2 separate regions of the Mus musculus genome follow, and region 2 is linked to region 1. The links are chromatin contacts, called in public promoter capture Hi-C maps. All regions are on one chromosome and are shown on one strand. The core of a region is the stretch at or near the end of the contact, and the rest is flanking DNA. Distances in the headings are between cores, read along the strand shown.

The links. Promoter capture Hi-C pulls out the DNA fragments that hold promoters and counts their contacts.
Region 2: a contact with region 1 is called in a promoter capture Hi-C map of erythroid cells, with 3 times the contacts expected there. The contact joins the promoter of Clk2 here to the promoter of Msto1 in region 1. A contact is called at or near these places in 13 of 39 promoter capture datasets (the 3T3-L1 cell line, the C10 cell line, the SN4741 cell line and 8 more), 2 of 484 Hi-C or Micro-C datasets (forebrain and liver), 9 of 115 datasets of contacts at active chromatin or transcription factors (the SCID.adh cell line, astrocytes, effector CD8 T cells and 3 more) and 4 of 9 other capture datasets (adipose tissue, liver, macrophages and 1 more).

What each region holds. Positions count from the first base shown.
Region 1 is chr3:88,912,425-88,915,690 of GRCm38.p6, forward strand. It overlaps Msto1 (misato 1, mitochondrial distribution and morphology regulator), which reads right to left and starts at 1,526. Exons shown (of 14, transcript NM_144898.2): 1 at 1,369-1,526; 2 at 1,143-1,278; 3 at 434-503; 4 at 279-354. The coding sequence starts at 1,452.
Region 2 is chr3:89,163,197-89,166,462 of GRCm38.p6, forward strand. It overlaps Clk2 (CDC-like kinase 2), which reads left to right and starts at 1,599. Exons shown (of 13, transcript NM_007712.4): 1 at 1,599-1,910. Gm45927 (predicted gene, 45927) reads left to right here and starts at 1,599. Exons shown (of 19, transcript NM_001310017.1): 1 at 1,599-1,910.

The DNA of each region.
Region 1 (3,266 bases), core at 276-2,775:
AGAAGAGGGTGTTAGAACCCCAGGGACTGAAGTTACAGCTGTGAGCTGCCTGATGTGGACCCTGGGAACTCAATGCAGAGTTCTGGAAGAACAGGTCCGACTCTTAACCTCTGAGCCAGTTTCTGGGTTCCCGCCAGTTCAGAGACAACGGTGCTTTTTCCAAAAACACTACTCTATGGCATTTACAGTGACTAGACACCTTTTACTGTGCATCGGAGAGCCACTGTGCTTGTAGCAGGTTTAAAGGTTTGGGACAGAGCCCCACCCCTCGTCATCACCTCTGCACTCAGAAGGCCCTGGAGGTTTGGGTTCTTTGGTTGGGCGTCATCTCTGTGTGTGCTGAGCTTCCCCTGCCTGAAAGAGTAAGAGTAAGCAGAGTTCTCCAGCCGTCTATGTACACACAGTGGGCCATGCTCACAGGAGCGGTACTTACCACGCTACTGCAGCCTCTAGCTGTCGGTCTCTGTAGAGGTTACCTTCTTCTTTTAGAGTGTTCAGACTACCTGCCCAGAAATGAAAGGCAAGGTTAAACCTAGGGGGTCATGTGATCAAGACTAAACTGATCACCTGTCAGGGAATATGGTGTGGCAGTTCCTCTCTACCTAGATGAGGTGTCCCTTTGTAGCCCTGAGTAGTTTCCAACAATACAGACAAATTGGTTTTGAACTCAGAGCTTCTACCTGCCTTGGCTGGGATTAAGGGCGTGCCCAACTACATGGCACTTGGATATACATTAGATGGGACAGGGAATATGGAATCCATCCTTCTCTCAAAAGCTGTGGTCCAGCCGGGCAGTGGTGGTTTACGCCTTTAATCCCAGCACTAGGGAGGCAGAGGCAGGCGGATTTCTGAGTTCGAGGCCAGCCTGGTCTACAAAGTGAGTTCCAGGACAGCCAGGGCTATACAGAGAAACCCTGTCTCGAAAACAAACAAACAAAAAAACAAAACAAGCTGTGGTCCGTCTGTAGGTGTGAGTGCAAGCAGCTTAACATTATACTGACAATTCCAGAGCCAGATCCTGAAGTAAACTTGCCTTTTCGACATCGTCGGGGGTTGTGCCCGATCCGGTATCTGAAGTGAACTGATGCTAGGGCCCTCGCACGCCACACGGGAAAACTTGGCTGAGCCCACCATCGCCTCACCTTTCAGATCCATTAGGATGAGTCGAGGCGTATAGGTTTCCTGGCCATGCAGTGTCCGGCCTGTTCTGTACAAGACGTCGGGGCACAGCTCGCCTGGCGACTCTTCGTCCTCGGCCATGCGTCCCAGCGCAGCATCCTGTAGGGGTCACAGGGCTGAGCGGAGGGGGAAGAGGGGCAGGGCCGGTACTGTCTGCGGGGAACGCCGGGCTGCCGCTAGGTGCCTGACCTGCTGGTTCCACCAGTGCGCCCCCACGAAACCCGCGAAATGTCCCAACTGCAGCGTGAGCACCTCGCGGGCCCCGCCCGCCATACCGCCGCTGCTCTTGGGCACTCCACTGCCGCCGCGGGCCCATCAGCCGGAGGGGGCGGCTCCCGCGCGAGCACGTGCTTTCCCGTTGGCCTCCCGATTCGTTGGTCTCCGAGGCCGCAGCTCACGCCCCGCCTCTTCCTCTTCTTGGAATGTAGGAAGCTGCCGCGATCGGCTGTTGTCTCTCCGTTCCTTCTGCGCCTCAGACTGTGGCGGGTCTGGCCAAGGTCATGGAAGGTTCTCTCACCTGCTTCTGTCTCTCTTCGCGCAGATGCCCCTCTCCTGTAGCTAATAATTCACGCGAGGGGATAAAAAAAATCTGAGGGGGAATTCGACTCCTCTGGATCCTCCCACTCACTTCCTTTTCCCATCTCTAATGTCCCAGCCCTGCTAAACCAGTGGGCTGGCCCCATGGTTCGGTTTCTGTTAGGTTCTGGGGAAGATTGTAGTCCCTTTCTCGCGTGTTCATGTAGTTTGATTGTACTTAAGTGCTCTTTTCATTTATTCTTTGACTTGGTTCGTTATTTTTATCTTTTTGAGATGGATTCTCAGTATGTAACCCCTGGCTGGCCTGAAATGACTGTGTAAAGCAGGCTGGCTTCAAACTCAAAAGAAATCAAGCCTCCACTTCCGGAGTGCTGGAATCAAAGGCCGTGCCACTGATAAGGTTGGGAACAGTCTTTTGTTTGCTTGTTTGTTTGTCTTGAGACAGGGTTTCTTTGTATAGCCCTGGCTGTCCTGGAACTCACTTTGTAGACCAGGCTGGCCTCAAACTCAGACATCTGTCTGCCTCTGCCTCCCAAGTGCTGGGATTAAAGACGTGTGCCACCATACCCGGCTGTGGGAACAGTCTTTTATGTTTTTATAAACGTTTGGCTATCCAATTTGTAGAGCGTTTCCAAGCCGCATGTGATGGCTGGAACCTGTAAGCCCTCCTAGGATGCGGAGAGAGATTATTCATCCTTGGCTCCGAAGCAAGTTGAAGGCTCACCTGACTGCATGAGACCATATCTAAGTTACAAAACAAACAAAACAAATTACTATTCCAAATGGCTTGCTCTGTTTCTTTTGGACCATCTAGTATTCACTTATGAATAAAATAAATGGGTCCAGGCAAAATCCTCGATGGGTTAAGGGGAGCTTGGGAGCTGCCAAGCCTGCAGACCAGAGTTCTAACCTGAGCACCCACAGGGTAGTACGGAACCAAATCCCTAGCTGTGTACATTATTCTGAACATAAGCACATTGCTAGTAAAATACTTAGAAAAATGCATCATATAGAACAGTATTTTAAAGAATGACTGCCTTTTAATTTTGAGATTTTTTTTTAGATTTATTTCTTTTTTTAAGATTTATTTATTATTATAAGTAAGTACACTGTCGCTGTCTTCAGAGACACTAGAAGAGGGCATCAGATCTCATTACAGGTGGTTGTGAGCCACCACGTGGTTGCTGGGATTTGAATTCAGGACCTCTGGAAGAGCAATGAGTGCTCTTAACCTCTGAGCCATCTCTCCAGCCCCTCTTTTCTTTCTTTCTTTTTTTATTTTTCGAGACAGGGTTTCTCTGTGTAGCCCTGGCTGTCCTGGAACTCACTTTGTAGACCAGGCTGGCTTCGAACTCAGCAATCCGCCTGCCTCTGCCTCCCAAGTGCTGGGATTAAAGGTGTGCGCCACTACTCTGGGCCCTGTTTATTTCTTATGTGAGTACACTGTCCCTCTCTTCAGACACACCAGAAGAGGGCATACATGTGTTCCAGATGGTTGTGAGCCACCATGTGGTTGCTGGGAATTGAACTCAGGACCTCTGGATTAGCAG
Region 2 (3,266 bases), core at 349-2,848, 250 kb after region 1:
CTTTTTTTTTAAAAAACATTTATTTATTTGTATTTTCTTATGTGCATTGAATATTTTGGCTTGCATGTATGTCTGTACACTACATGCATGAAATGCCTGAGGATACTAGAAGAATGTTGAATGGCCTGAAACTGGAGTCACAGGGCACATGAGTCACCATGTGGGGGTTGGTTGGGAACTAATACAGGTCCTTTGGAGGAGCAACCAGTGCTCATAACTGCTAACTTATCTCTCCAGCCCCTCAACAACAACAACAAGAACAAAAAACAAAACAAAAGATAAAACAAAACCAAACCTTTGTTTTTGAGACAGGTTATCAGTGTACTCAGGCTGGCTTTAAATTCATTATATAGCAAAAATAACCTTGATTTCCCAGCAGTGGTGGCGCACGCCTTTAATCCCAGCACTTGGGAGGCAGAGGCAGGTGGATTTCTGAGTTCAAGGCCAGCCTGGTCTATAGAGTGAGTTCCAGGACAACCAGAGCTACACAGAGAAACCCTGTCTCAAAAAACTGAAGTAAAAAAAAAAAAAAAAAAAAAAAAAAAAAAAGGAAGGAAGGAAGAAATAACCTGGATCCTCCTGCCTTCACCTCCTATGTCCTGGGATTGGTTACGTGTATAGGTTGTATGTATGGCTCTCTTGCCAGGGCATTCTGGGCAAAAGGCAAGTACTCCACCAACTAAGCCACATCCTGAGCTGGTTTGATTTTGAAACAGTCTCACACTGCAGCCCATGCGGGCCTTGAGCTCCTCCAAATAATCCTGCCTCAGTCGTCTAAGAGCTGAGATTATGAGCATGAACCACCATGTTTAGCTGCTGCTTCTTCCTTTTCGTTTTCTTCTTCTTCTCCTTCTTCTTTTGTACTATTTAGTAAACTGAAGCTGGAGAGATAGATGGTTCCGTGGTTAAGAGTGCAATCTTCTGGCAGATCCAGCATCCACAATGGTAAGCCCTCAATTGCCTGTAACTTCAGCTCCAGAGGATCTGACTGGCCCCTTCTTCAGGCCTCATGAAAACCTGAACTGAAATGCACATACCCTTCTACAGAAACAAAAATAATTTAAGGTAAATCTAAAAAGAAAGGAAGATGATTCGGTAAATTTATACTTAATACAGATTAGTTAAAACACAACGGCGTCCGATTCTCCTTCCTCTATGTCTGTGCACCTGCCCCAAACATGAAATACTTTTGTGCAGAACAAAGAGGGAACCTTTCTTTGCTGGCGTTCGGAAGCAGGAGGGTATATATTTTCAAGTTTTGTTTGAAGAACCAGACTTCACAAAACCTCACTGGAGTCGTTTGCTCAATAGCGATACAATGTAAATAACTAACAATCCTTTAAAACAGCCAATATTAAATAAGCCACAAATTGTCTTCTGGTGAAGAGCAAGAGGAAGGTGTCATGGGAAAGGATAAAAAGACCTAGAGACTCAACAAACACGTGACAAGCTCCGAGCGCCTCGAGACCCGAACCAAGAGGCGCACCCACCGCTTCTCTAACTCTGGAAGGCGCAGGGGAAGCGGCTCACTGGCCCGAAGGGCCCGGTGTCGGGGGGCGGAGCCCATCAGAGGCTGGGAAGTGACGCAGGACGTGCGTGCGTCTGTGCGTGCGTGCTCGCTCACGGCGGCGGCGGCGGCGGAGCGGAGAGGCCAGAGCCGGAGACCGAGCTGGGATCGGGCCCCGGGCGGGGGCGGTGCGAGAGGCGCCGAGCGGATCCTGGGGGCGGGGACGGAGCCCGGGCGGGCGGGACTGGAGCAGAGCCCGGGAACGGGGCGGGAGGTCCCAGGGCCCCGGGTTGGGGGGTGGAACCGCACTTCGTCGCCGCGGGGGTGCCGGGACTCCGGCCGCAGTGCCGCCGCCATCACGGACTTCCTGTGGGACAAGCGCACGGGCCTCGCCGCCAGAACGGTGAGCGCGCGGGCTGGCGGACCTTGGGGCCGCGGAAAGATGGCTACCGCCAGACGGACGGCAACGGGATATGGAGAAATTAGGAGTGTCGGGCTCTCGAAGCAGCAGAGTAGCGAGATGAGAGGGAGGGAGGTCGACGTGTTTCGGTGTAGCAGCAAGACCTATAGTAAACTTGGAAAAGCCTTAGAAGTGATGAGGTAGACACCGGAGCGGTCCCAGTCGTGCAAAAGTTGGACCAAGGGTTTAATACGATCCGAAAAGTGTTAAGATGGCAGTGTAGAGGAAGAGTTTGAGGCTAGGAAATTATTCTAGCTTCTCTGAGTAAGCAAGGAAGAAACAGGGTTTAGAAGTTAAGAAAGTTAGGCTAGATATGCTTTTCTAGGAAAGAACGCAGTGGCTTTGTTGGTTGGTGTCCAAAGTGAGATTGCATTTATGTTAAGTTAATCAAGATAGGGTTACCTGGGAAAGCCTCGTGCTTGCATCTTCTTGGTTTCCTGTCAGCCACTTTAGGCCAGTGTACCATAGGCTCACTTTCCTTAAGAAGGTTGTGAGGAAGCGGCCGAGAATGGTGACCAGATGTTGGAGTCAAACCTACAGACCTCATGTCCTGGGCCAAGACTGCCCCCGAGGCTCATCGTATTGCTGGATATGACAGTGATTTTGCTCTGATTTTCCCCTTTGACCAAAACAGGACTCATGAACCCTAACTAGTCCAGTTTCATTTAATGGAGGCCCAGCTGCCGGCCAAGTATTACTGATACTAATTAAGAAGTACTTAGTAGGCTAGGGATATAGTTCAGTTGATATGGTGGGGGTCACTTAGCTTGCATGAAGCCCTGGGTTGATCTCCAGCCTTTGTAAGCCCCAGCCATCTGTAATTTTTGCACTTGGAACTGAACTAATATCAGAAAATATTCGTGGCCATCCTAGGCTACATATCAAAATCGACACCAGCTTAGGATATGTCAAGTGTGGTTTTGCAAGTCGTTCATACCAGCACTCAGGAGGCAGACACTAACAAGATCTCTGAGTTCAAATTCTGCCAGATATGCTTAGTAAGTTTAGCCCAGCCAGGGTTACATAATAGAACCTTGTCTCAATAAAGGAAAGAGAGAAAGAAAAGGACTGGGGCAGCGGAACACCCTTTGAATCTCAGTGTTTGGAAGGCATAGGCAGGTGGATCTCTGTGAGTTCCAGGCCAGCCTGGTCTACAAAATCAATTTCCAAACAGCCAGGGCGACATAGAGAAACCCTGCCTCAAACCCAAAAGAAAAGGAAAAGTGCAGTTATTTCCTGCTTAATAAATCCAGTGGTGCTGGGGACATACAGATGGACACACTTCCCTTGTGCTGTTTT